Linked DNA regions of Sus scrofa: all the other regions are linked to region 1. Evidence: chromatin contacts called from public promoter capture Hi-C data. All regions are on one chromosome and are shown on one strand. The core of a region is the stretch at or near the end of the contact, and the rest is flanking DNA. Distances in the headings are between cores, read along the strand shown.

Region 1 (3,888 bases), core at 838-3,337:
AGGATAAAAGACCCAGTAAAGCAAGCTCTTAACTGTAGCAACCCCACTAAGAAAACACTCCTGGAGTTCCCGTCGTGGCGCAGTGGTTAACGAATCCGACTAGGAACCATGAGGTTGTGGGTTCGGTCCCTGCCCTTGCTCAGTGGGTTGACAATCCGGCGTTGCCGTGAGCTGTGGTATAGGTCGCAGACATGGCTGGGATCCTGCGTTGCTGTGGCTCCAGCGTAGGCCGGTGGCTACAGCTCCGATTAGCGTGGGAACCTCCATATGCCACGGGAGTGGCCCAAGAAATGGCAAAAAAAGACAAAAAAAGAAAAAAAAAAAGAAAACACTCCTTTGAGGGACCCTGCTGAGGGTCTAGCTGGCCTTCCTTTATGATATTTCTGTCATTCATTCATTCAACAAAAATGCACTGAATACCTTCTGGAGTTCCCGCTGTGGTGCACTGGGTAAAGAATACGACTTAGTGGCTCAAGTCGCTGCGGAGGCATGGGTCCCATCCCTGGCCCAGCTCAGTGAGTGAAGGGATCTACAGCTGCAGCTCAGATTCAGCCCTGGCCCAGGAACTTCCATATGCTGTGGGTGCAGCCATTTAAAAAAAAAAAATGCTATGAATGCCTTCTGAGTATCAGACACTGTGCCAGGTGGTGGTGAATAAACTGCAATCAAGCTCTAAATCCAACCTGCCTGAAGCACTGTGCATACGTAGGAAAAGTGGAAAAGGTAACCTACAGCCAGTAACAATTATAAACAGTTATAAACAGTTTTGATTAGCATAAGGTGAAAGCCAGAAAATACTTGCAATATAAGGTGAAATCCAGAAATACTTTCTTCCCCCACGTCCATGCCTAACAGCTAAGGCAATTCTGCATGGTCTTCAGCTTCATTTTATTCTTCCCTCTGCCCTATCTGAGCCCCCAAATGACAGCTGGGCTGTTAATTCTGTCTCTTCCAGAGTGACAAACTCTGGCAACCAGACTCCTTTTATCTATCCCTACACTGGGATGCTAATTTATCTCCCCTACACTTTTCCTTTTGCCCTCCATGCTCCTGGGTCCACATCCCCTTTTCTGAGGCCATTTTTCCTTCCCTCCCTCATTCCCTTCCTCCCATCCCATTTATTCATCCCATATTCTCTAAATAAACTGGATTCCAGTCTAAAGCCCAAGCAAGCTTGGGGAAGTGTGGTTGCCTACAGAGGAAAAACTGAAGCCCACGAAGGTAAGAATTAGAGAAGCTGCTTTCAGCTCAGTAAACAAGAGGCCCTCACAGACCTCATTTCCCAAGTGTAAAAGGAGGGCAATACCCAACAGTAATAAGAACTCAAAGGAGGCCAAGCGTTATACCAACCGGGGCTTGCACCGCTTTCTAAAAGATCGTCATTATGACAGCTCTTCGACTGACTGGCTCCATCTCATTCCTTCAGATCTCAGCTTAAATGTCACCTTTCAGGGGAGCCTTCCTGGACATCGATCTAACGGGGCTCTCCGGACCCCTTTACTGTTTGCTTGGGGCCTTTGCCACTATCAAGGCAATTGGGGATTACTCGAGCATCTCAAGGGGAGGAGCCTGGCCGCCTCGCTCGCTGCTGGACCCCCCAGCACTGGGAAGGGGCTGGCGTTCTGGGCCGCCCGATGAATGGGCAGGCGAGAACCCGCGACAGTCGCCAAGCGCAGCGCCCCACCGCCCCTACGCGCTCCCGGGCCCGCCTCACCCGTCCCCCGGCACCTCCCGCAGCTTCAGCCCCAGGGCCTGCAGTTGGTTGGCGAAGCTAACGAACTCCTCTTCGCAGCCGCCGCCGCCGCCGGACTCCGGCCGGTTCCGCCGCTCCTTGGCTAGGGCCCGGCGCGCCGCGCGCTCGTCCCGCTTGCGCTCGGCCTCGGCTTTCCGGCTGCCGCTGCCCGGCCGGCTCTTCGCCGCCTGCTTCCGGGACATGGCCTTGGCCCTGCGGCCCGCAGCGGTAAGAGGAAAAGCCGCAGGACCGTCAGGCAGCCGCCTCAAGTGCCTAAAACCCGAAGCGGCGCGGGCGACAGAGCCCGGCGACGGGGACGCGGCGACCGCGCCTGCGCCGGCTCTGGGTACCTGGTCACGTGACAGAACGCCCCCCACCCCCGCCCCGGCTAGGAGAACAGGAGCCATAGAGAGCACTCCTGAGAGAGCTAGAGGGGCACCCGTCTTTGTTTGCTCCGCTCCTCCCCCTAGCGGTGGGTGGTACTCCAAGTGAGGAGCCAGTTGGACCCAAAAGAGAGCGCAACAGGAAAAGGTCAAGGAGATCGATCACTGCTTTAAAGCCCGTGGACTTTATTTAATCCTGTCCCTCTCTACCTCTCTACCTTCGCTCATAACGCAGGGAGAGGTAGCCCTTGTCCAGAACACTGTCTCCTCTGTAATTTTGATTCCACTCTGAAGTGACCAATCTAGGTTTGCCCGGATTAAGAGTCTTCCAGGGACGCAGGACTTTCAGTTTTAGAGCAGAGACAGCCCCAAGCAAACCAGGGTTGATGGGTGACCCTAAACGACATCCACCTACCCTGGAAGCTAACTCCGTCAGTAATCCCCTCTCTCCTGCATAATACCCTCTTCTCCTTTGTCCTGGTCCCTCTTTCTTTTCTTTTTTTTTTTTTTTTTTTTTTTTTTTGGTCTTTTTAGGGCTGCACTGGAGGAATGTGGAAGCTCCCAGGCTAGGGATTGAAACGGAGCTGTAGCTGCCAGCTTACACCACAGCCACAGCAATGTGGGATCCGAGCCGAGTCTGTGACCTACACCACAGCTCACTATAACACCAGGCTAGGAACCATGAGGTTGTGGGTTCAATCCCTGGCCTTGCTCAGTGGGTTGGGGATCCGTGTTGCCATGAGCTGTGGTGTAGGTGGTAGGCACGGCTCGGATCCTGCATTGCTGTGGCTCTGGCGCAGGCCAGCAGCTGTAGCTCTGATTAGACCCCTAACCTGGGCACCTCCATATGTCGCGGGTGCGGCCCTAAAAAGCAAAAAAAAAAAAAAAAAGAGAGAGAAAAAGAAAGAAAAAAGAAACAATAGTGCAGCCTTGGGGCAGGATCCTGGTTCCTCTTCAGGGAATATACATAACAATATCTTTGAGTTATCCCACTGAACTAAAAACAACTGGGAGTTCCCATCGTGGCTCAGCAGTTAATGAACCTGACTAGTATCCATGAGGACCCAGGTTTGATCCCTGGCCTCGCTCACTGGGTTAAGGATTCAGTGTTGCCATGAGCTGTGGTGTAGGTCGCAGACACCACTGGTGTTCTGTGTTGCTGTGGCTGTGGCTTAGGAGCAGCTGTAGCTCAGATTGGACCCCTAGACTGGGAACTTCCATATGCCATGTGTGTGGCCCTAAAAAGACAAAAGAAAAAAAAAAAAAAAAAAAGCCCCAACTAATGGAAGCCGTTAACTGCTTGATGAAGCATCCTTCACTCCGGAAAGGAGGTCACTGTTTGATAACTTTGAGAATCACAGAAACTCATCAGGAGACACCCCCCCCCCAAGGCCAGATTAAAGAAATCACAGGAGGAGTTCCCATTGTGGTTCAGCTGGTTAAGAACCAGTATTTTAAAGAAATCACAGAAGGAGTTCCCATTGTGGCTCAGCTGGTTAAGAACCTGACCAGTATCCATGAGGATTCGGGTTTGATCCCTGGCCTCACTCAGTGGGTTAAGGCTCCAGTGTAAGCGTGGCATGGGTTGGAAATACTCCTTAGATCCAGTGATGCTGTGGCTGTGGTGTAGGCCAGGAAATTTCACATGCCACAGGTGCAGCCCTAAAAAAAAAAAAAAAAAAAAGGAATACAGGCCCCGAACACGACCTGATCCTTACCAGCAATCCCCACCCTTGAACCACTGATACCAGAAAGATGATACCAGAATCCGGG
Region 2 (3,888 bases), core at 371-2,870, 480 kb after region 1:
CCCAAGTTGCTGTGGCTCTGGTGTAGGCCGGCAGCTGCAGCTCTGATTCCACCCCTAGCCTGGGAACCTCCATGTGCTGTGTGTGTGGCCTTAAAAAGACAAAAAAAAAAAAAAAAAAAAAAAAAAAAAAAGACAAAAAAAAGAAAGAAAGAAAGGAAAAAAAAAAAAAAAGGAAGAAAAGGCATCTCCTGTCATAGCCAAGCTCCTCTTCCAGATTCCAAGCTGAGTCCAACAGATACTCCCTACCAAAGCTGCTTGAGTAGCCATCTTTACCTACCAGGTAAGTCCAAATTCCTTGAGACTGAGCCCAAGGGTACTCCCAGAACTGCCCTCCCCACCTCGTCTCCTGCCTCCTCCCTCCAGATCTTCAGACAGTCATTCCCAGACCTCCAGACTTCTGTTCCAGCTGCCTCTTCCCCCAGGCATGTCCTCTCCCCCTGGAGGGCATGGTAAAAAGATATTAAGACCCATTTCTAAATTGCCCTCTTGGACGGGGCCTTACAGGAGCTGTCACCTTACAGCTCCTGTCACCTCTTCCCCTACCCTCGTTCCCACACCTGAAGAATGATCTTCACATTCCTCAGCCACCGCTGCTCACTCCTCTCCGTTCCATAAGCTTCTTCTTAGGGCCTAGACTCATCAGCTAGGCAGGAAAGGCTCAGAAACAGAGAGGGAGAGAGGGAGGGAGGGAGACAAGAAGGACCACTGTGAGCATGGATGGCCTAGGGTTAAGAAGAAAGCACTCTGGAACTGGCCTGCCGGATGCCTACTCCTAGAACTCCTGAGCTGGTGACTGAGCCACAGACTCTCAATCCGTAAAAAGGGGGCAATGAGGCAGGTTAACCGCAGAGTTTAGATAATCCAGGCCGAGCGATGAGAAGGGTGCCTGAGCACAGGTCAAGCACTCAGTGGGATAACCTGGGATGGCTTTTATTCTGTTCTGGCCGGAGCTCTTCCTCCCCCTCCCCCCCGCCCCCTGGCAAACCGCAGGCTTCAATAAACACTGAATAGATAAGAATGCACCCGTCCGCACACTTCCAAACGGTGGACTCGCCACGCACACGTTTGGAGACCTATCCTAGGCGTGGAGTGGGAGGGGACAATCGTCCCGGTTTGGAGCTACCACCCACTCCAGCCCTCCAGGTGCTCGGTCACAACACCCTCCTAGTGACTCAGCCCAGCACGGGCCACCTGTTTGGCGGGGATAATGACAGGGCAGCCGCTGTGGTCAGCGCTCATTTGCCGCGAGGCCCCCTCCTCCGGCATGCCCTGGGGAAAACAAAGCCATCAGGAGCGAAGGGGCCCGTCGGCCGGGATTAGGAAGTGAAAAGGGAACCCATACCCCACCCCTGGCCAGGTCGGTCCCAGAGGTTATGCTGGTCGCCCCTGAGAGGGGGACCTGGGCCGCCCAGGGCCTCCCAATCTCGCCCAGAGCCTCGCTCCAGAATCTTGCGCCCCAAAGGGGGAACGGGGACCCCAGAACCGTCCAGGGGCCGGAAGAGGGTGTTAGAAAGATGTGGCAGGGAAGGCCCGGAGTTCTGACCCACGGCCCCAGCCTCAAATTCGGCTTACCGCGTCTAGATCCTCCCCGCCGCCCGGCTCCTGGGTTCTGCCTCTCCTGCCTGGGTCGGCTGACCAGAAGCGCCGCCCCGCGCCGGCCCCCGCCTCCCTCCTCCCGCCTCCCCGCCTGGGAGCTGAGCGGCTCCGCCTCTGGAGCCGCGCACTTTGTGGACGGTCCCTGGAGGAGTGGCGCGCTAGCCGAGCGTGCGTGGGGGGGCGCAGCGGCGCTTGTCCTTGCTCCCTTAAGGCTCCCGGGGCTCCTCCCCCGCCGTGGGTAGGCGGGGCTCGAGGCACCCCAGCGCGCAGGCGCCGATCTCATGCTGAACGCCGTGTCTCGAGCCGTGGCTCGTGCTGCCGTCCGCAGCTCGCGTCGCCCCAGACAATCCGAGGCTCGCCCCGCCGCTAGCGCAGCCGTCATGTCCCGGCCCCTGCGGGCCACCTCGGGCTCCCCAGCCCGACCCGCCACAGTTCTGGGCACCATGGAGATGGGGCGCCGCATGGACGCGCCCGCCAGCGCCGCGGCCGTGCGTGCCTTCCTGCAGCGCGGCTACACTGAGCTGGACACTGCCTTCATGTACAGCGACGGCCAGTCCGAGAGCATCCTGGGCGGCCTGGGGCTCGGGCTGGGCGGCGGCGACTGCAGAGGTAACTCCTGGCGCCTGCGCCCCCACCCCTGGTCCTCCCCACTGAACCCTGCAATTCAGACCCTGCAACAGCAGGACGCTAACCCAACCCCAGTAAGCTCACGGGCCGTGGTCAGGACCGGCAGTTTTCGTCCCCGCTTCCGGGGCGCCGACCTCCCTTGGCCACCCAACAGCTCTGTGACACCCCCCCCCACCCACCGCTCCGCAAGCCCCCTGCACATCCAGGCTTGGATAGCTGAGCAGCGCTTTGTCCTGACCACCTTCCCCTTCTCTTCACCTTCCCCTGGAGGCTGCACCTCTGTAACCCCCAGGTGTGTTACCCTCAACCTGATCAAGTTCTTCGCTTCCTACCCGCGCTGCTTTCTTTGTGCACCTTTCTGCCGCCCTCGTCTCCAGAACTATTCCATACTCACCTCCAGCCCTGCCAGGTGCCTATAACCTGTGTCTAAGCGCTCTTCTTAGCCTCTCCTGCCCTTCTTTCCCCGCCTAGGCGCTCCCCGAGCAACTTTTCTTCTCCCAGTCTTTGATCTGTTCCTAGACTTTGCTCGGTTCAGTTGACAGTTCTCCTTGGCCCTCTCAGGGAGAGCTGCAGTCCTGCCCTAGGCTGGATTGGGGGAGCAGGGATGTCGGGGTAAAACGTAGGGAGTGGGGAGGGAGTGGGTAACCACTCCTATAGCCCTGTGCCAGGCTTCTTAGGGGCCTGCAGGAGGGAATGTGACTAAGCCACCCTCAAGGAGCTCAGAGGATAGTAGGGAACATTGAAGCAAATGATTGTCGGGGAGCCCAGAAGAGGAAGCAATTTTAGGGGGAAGAGGGTGGATGGGGACAGGAAGAGGCACTTGGGAAGACTCAGAGGATGCTGGAGCTGGGCTTAAAGGACCAACAGTAGTTTGCAGAGATGAGAGAAAAGGGCATGAGAGGCTGAGGGCAGAGCTGTGCAAAGACTGGGCTTGGAAATGCAAAGTGCCTGCTGTGTGGAAGGACAGCCAGGAGGCAAGTGTGGCTTGAGTGGAGAGTTGTGTGTGGAGGAACAGTCCTTTATTAGCCTAATGCCATTGGAAATGCCTCACTATTGCTGTTACACACCCTGCCTCCTCTTTTCCAACCTGAGGCTCTTCTTTTCCAGCCCTTGTTGGGGCCCCTCTGAGTCCTCCTTTGATTCAGGGCTTGGGGGAGATGGAGAATGTGCATCTCGGACCCACACTTTCTAGTTCGCCTAGCTGCTTCTAGTTGCTAACGAAGATTTTGTTTCTGAATTGGTTTTTGTCCTCCAGCCCTTCCCTGCTTCCTGCTCTGAGGCCACCGAATCAAAGTCCTCAGGTCAGGACCGAGGCAAAGTTCACACCAAGAATGCAGGGGGTTTAAGGAGTGCCTGCCATGGCGCTCAGCGGAAACGAATCTGACTTGTATACATGAGGATGCGGGTTTGATCCCTGACCTCACTCAGTGGGTTCAGCGTCCAGTGTTGCCATGAGCTGTGGTGTAGGTCACAGATGCGGCCCAGATCCAGGGTAGCTGTGGCTGCGGTGTAGGCTGGCAGTTGTAGCTCCGATTCAACCCCTCGCCTGGGAACCTCCATAGGCCATGAGTGCAGCCCTAAAAAGCAAACAAACAAAACAAAACAAAAAACCAAACAAGCAAACAAACAAAAAACCCCAAAAGAATGCAGGGGGGTTGAGAAATG
Region 3 (3,888 bases), core at 880-3,379, 330 kb after region 1:
TTCTTGACCACTTCTCTCTCCACTAGCCTCCTAAGTGAGCTCATCTAGGTGTCTGATGCTTTTAAGCACCTCAAACTATCATCAGCTAACAGTTCTCAAAAACGTATCACCAACTTCGAACTTTCCTATCTGATTATTTGACATCTCTATTTAAACCTCCAAAAGGCATCTCAAACATCACTAGCCCCAAACTGACTCTTAACAGCACCCCCCAACCCCCCCCAAACCCCTGTTCCTCCCACAGCCTTCCACAGATGAATAAATGGCAAATCCTTCTGGTGTTAATCAAGCTAAAAATCTTAGCATCATCCTGACTCCTTTCCTCTTCTCATGCCCACGAAGCATTTGCATCTCCCTTGCATTTACCTCCTCAGGCCTTTGTTATGAAGATTAAATGAGTTATTATTTGCAAAGTGCTTAACAGCATCACATAGGAAGTTCCACAGAAGTGTTTTTAAATAAATAAAAAATGCCTTCGATACAGAAATGGCTTTCTAATAGCCCTAGTCCCCCTACAGTCCATTCAGAACACAGCAGCCTCCGGATCCTTGCAAAGGCCAGGCCAGATCTGGTCCCTGCGCTGCACCTCTCTGACCTCAGCTGCCTTGGCTCTGGGCTAGCCACCTCAGCCTCCTTGGGCCATGAACACCCCAGGGCCTGTCCCCATGAGCTCTTTTCCCTTGCTGTTCCTTGTGCCTCCCTCTGATCAAGTGTTACTTTCTAAATCAGGCCTCCTCTGGCCCCACTTTGTTCATCTGCCTGCCTCCCTCTGATTTTCCTCCACATCTCTAATCACCACCTGACACTGTATCTATTTAGTAGCTGATTGTCTCCCCTTCCCCTGGTCCAAGCTCTGCAACAACATGGACTGTCCTGTTCATTGCTCTAAACTTAGAGCCCAGAGCAGTGCTCCTTACAGGGTAGATGCTCAATAAATACTTACACCAAGTGAAAATTCCAAAGTGCCACGCCCTTTCTCTGAATTCCTGTAATACAGGTCTGTATCACTCTTGTGGGACTTAGCTGAACTACTTTTATGCCAGTGGCAGCTGTTCCTCCACTATGAGTTACCTGAGGATGGGGGTCTGGGTCACAGCCTGGTTTGTGGTCCTCATTTCTGTCCTTCGTGCAACACTTTACACTTAGTCCTCTCATAGGGGCCTGATTTAAATCTCACAAAAGAGAGAGCAAGCTAGGGAAGGCAGTTATTATTAGCAGGGCTAGCGTCCCAGGTCTCCTGCCTTCTAGACCAGGCCTAATAAATATTTGTTGAATGAAGAAGGAGAGAGAGAGAAAAAAAAGAATTTCTGAGTCACCGTGGAATGAGGTAGCCCTACTGGGCAAATGGGTGGGTTCTCTGCAGCACATCTAAAAATACCCTCAACATGTAACATTTATTGGGCCGGGTTTTCTAATTTCTACTGTGTCGTCCTAATATCATTCCTGCAGCAGGTAGTTGTGAGAGCATCTTTACATGTCACCTGGTATACCGGCCTGTATACGTACGGCCGGTGCTCAGTGACTGGTGTGACCTGAGGCTGATTTTTTAGAGATCCGGCTCAAGTGCAGTGACTTGCTCCAGGTCCCACACGGAACAAGCGGCAGTGCTGGGATTCCATCTGAGGTTCGCTCACTACGCTCTCTCAGGGAAGGGCTGGCTCCGCGGGCCGCACCAGTTCCGGGTCCGCCGCAGGAGCAAGCGCGTGCACTGGGTGGGGCGGGGAGGGACTGACCCCTCCCAGCCCCAGTGCCTTCCGCATCCTCGCCCGGAGGCCTGCGGGCACCGTCCCTCTGCCACCACCCGCAGCTGCACCCACAGGACCCGGGTTGGATCTGGCTACACGCAGAAGGCCGCTCGGGGCCGGAGCTGCAGTGAGTACCCTCCCCAGGACCCCCGGACCCGCCCACCCGTCCCGCCGACCGCTGCGCCCCGCCCCGCTCGCAAGCCCCGCCCCTCACTTCCCCGTTCTCTGCTCCTCCCCCTCGCCGAGCTCCATACTTGGCGATCGCCGCGGCCCTGCGCGCTCATTGGCCGAGAGCCGGCTGCGTGGGGGGCGGGCCCAGGCTGGGCCGGGGCGGGGAAGGAAGGTGGCGGCGGCCCGGCGCGGGGGGAGGGGGGCGCTGACCCGGATGTTCACTCCTGGGCACCCGGGGAAGTGGAAGCGCCGGGCCCTGCTGCGGGGGGGAGAGCCACAGACGCCGGGACGGGACCGCCGCCGCCGCCGCCACCATGGTAAAGGCCCGACGCTCCCCTTCCCCCAGGCCTGGGAGCCCCACTGGAGCTCGCGTCCCCCTCCTCCCGCCCACCCCCGGCCCGGGAAGGGTGGGTTCACCGGGTGGGGGAGGGGCGAGGTCCCGGAGCCCAGGTAGACACCATCCTCATCCGCTCCAGAAGGGGCCACCGGCCTGGGCGGCTTAGGTGTGCAGCGACTCTGCCTCTTGCTCCTAGCCCCCGCTGTTGGCTCAAGCTAGCGTCTCATACTCCACCGCTGGGTGTAGGCTAATCTCCCCCATGGCCCAGGGTAGACCCTCCTGGACCCGTGGTCCAGGCCAGGCACCCCCTACAAGGACCCAGGCGTGGTCCTTCTTTCTCCTCTTGGCCCAGGCCAGGTCCCCATCCCCCGTCCCTACGGCCCAAGCTAGGCCGTCTTTATTTCCTCCCATAGCCCTGGCTAGGCCTCTGTCCCCTACCTCCCCTCTTCTCGGTGACCTCAGTCCAGACCCCCGTTAACCCGTCCTCCAGTGGCCTCAGCCCACATTGGTTCCTCTCTCCTGCATGACTTCAGCCTAAATCTTCTCTTCCCGCCGTGGTTTAAGTCTGGACCCCTCTTTTCCACCCCTGGCCCCGGCCTGGACGTCACACCGTCCCCCGTCCCCCGCCCCGATTCTCTTCTCCGGACTTCTCACCACTCTTGGCGTAGCTTGCGTCAGCCCCGCTCTCTCCTGGGCTTTACCCTCCCTCCTGGGCCCTGCTCCCTACCCAGGTGGTCCCCTCGCCTCTACCTGGGGCGAACCTTCTTTGCTACCACTGGGAAGCGAGAGCGGCTCTCCAGCTCGGGTGGGGATGGGGGTCCCGGGGCTGTGCCGTATCAGGTTGGAGGGGTGCCCCTTTTCTGGGAGGCCTCCTGGGAGCGAGCGAGGGCAGGGCGGGCATCCGTGTGCCCGGAAGGCAGCGGGGCGCTCTTCGGGCCCTTCCCCTGGCCGCCGCCTCGGTGCCGCGGGGTGCGGTACTGGCGGAGCGTCCGGCCGGACGACCAGGGTCCAGGGCGATGGGGCGTGAGCGGGTGCGAAGGGATGTGGGTGGGGGAGCCGGCGGCACAGGGATGAACGCACAATCGCCCTTGTGAGGCTGCCGCCCTTGGGGGCCCCCGGGCTCTGAGGCCACCAGACGGCCCGGACACGATGCACCCTAGCAGGCGCAGCCTCCCTTTCCCCCTCAACTGTCAGCTCGTGAGGGTTGGAACTGCTGATTATGGAGGTGCCACGGATCAGGTGAGCCAGACTCCGAGGGAGAGAGTTCGCTCGGCCTGTGCTGTTTGTTTTGGTAATGAGGGCAGGTGCTCTGGGGGCGCTCCGACTGGCCAGAGGTTTCACCTAGACCCTGACACGTGAGCCCTCTACCCTCCCTTCGCTTTGGAACCTTCTGCAGGGCAGGCCCAGCGCCCAGGTTGGAAGGGCCAGAGGGCTTCTCCCTCACGTGGCCAAGGAGCCTTTGGAGAGTGGACTGAGACTCAGGCCAGCCACCTGCTCCTGCCGGGTGCAGGCAGATGTTTACATGTGGACTTTGGGCCCCAAAGGGTTTTGAGGCTCTCAGTTCCTTGTTTAAGGAAGGGCTGTTGCTGCTGAACTAGGGTGACTAATTCAGAGTGCCTGAGTTTTTTCTTAATG

Evidence for each region. Promoter capture Hi-C pulls out the DNA fragments that hold promoters and counts their contacts.
Region 2: a contact with region 1 is called in a promoter capture Hi-C map of liver, with 2.5 times the contacts expected there. The contact joins the promoter of PQLC2 here to the promoter of OTUD3 in region 1. A contact is called at or near these places in 1 of 5 promoter capture datasets (liver), 2 of 47 Hi-C or Micro-C datasets (embryonic fibroblasts and liver) and 2 of 2 datasets of contacts at active chromatin or transcription factors (alveolar macrophages and skeletal muscle).
Region 3: a promoter capture Hi-C map of liver shows a contact between it and region 1, with 4 times the contacts expected there. The contact joins the promoter of CAPZB here to the promoter of OTUD3 in region 1. A contact is called at or near these places in 2 of 5 promoter capture datasets (both in liver) and 2 of 47 Hi-C or Micro-C datasets (embryonic fibroblasts and omental adipose tissue).

The regions. Positions count from the first base shown.
Region 1 is chr6:78,239,803-78,243,690 of Sscrofa11.1, reverse strand. It overlaps OTUD3 (OTU domain-containing protein 3), which reads right to left and starts at 2,087. Exons shown (of 7, transcript XM_021095472.1): 1 at 1,715-2,087. The coding sequence starts at 1,935.
Region 2 is chr6:77,759,593-77,763,480 of Sscrofa11.1, reverse strand. It overlaps PQLC2 (PQ loop repeat containing 2), which reads right to left and starts at 1,620. Exons shown (of 9, transcript NM_001243851.1): 1 at 1,573-1,620. It overlaps AKR7A2 (aldo-keto reductase family 7 member A2), which reads left to right and starts at 1,872. Exons shown (of 7, transcript NM_001243822.1): 1 at 1,872-2,205. The coding sequence starts at 1,878.
Region 3 is chr6:77,910,858-77,914,745 of Sscrofa11.1, reverse strand. It overlaps CAPZB (capping actin protein of muscle Z-line beta subunit), which reads left to right and starts at 2,129. Exons shown (of 9, transcript NM_001113444.1): 1 at 2,129-2,233. The coding sequence starts at 2,231.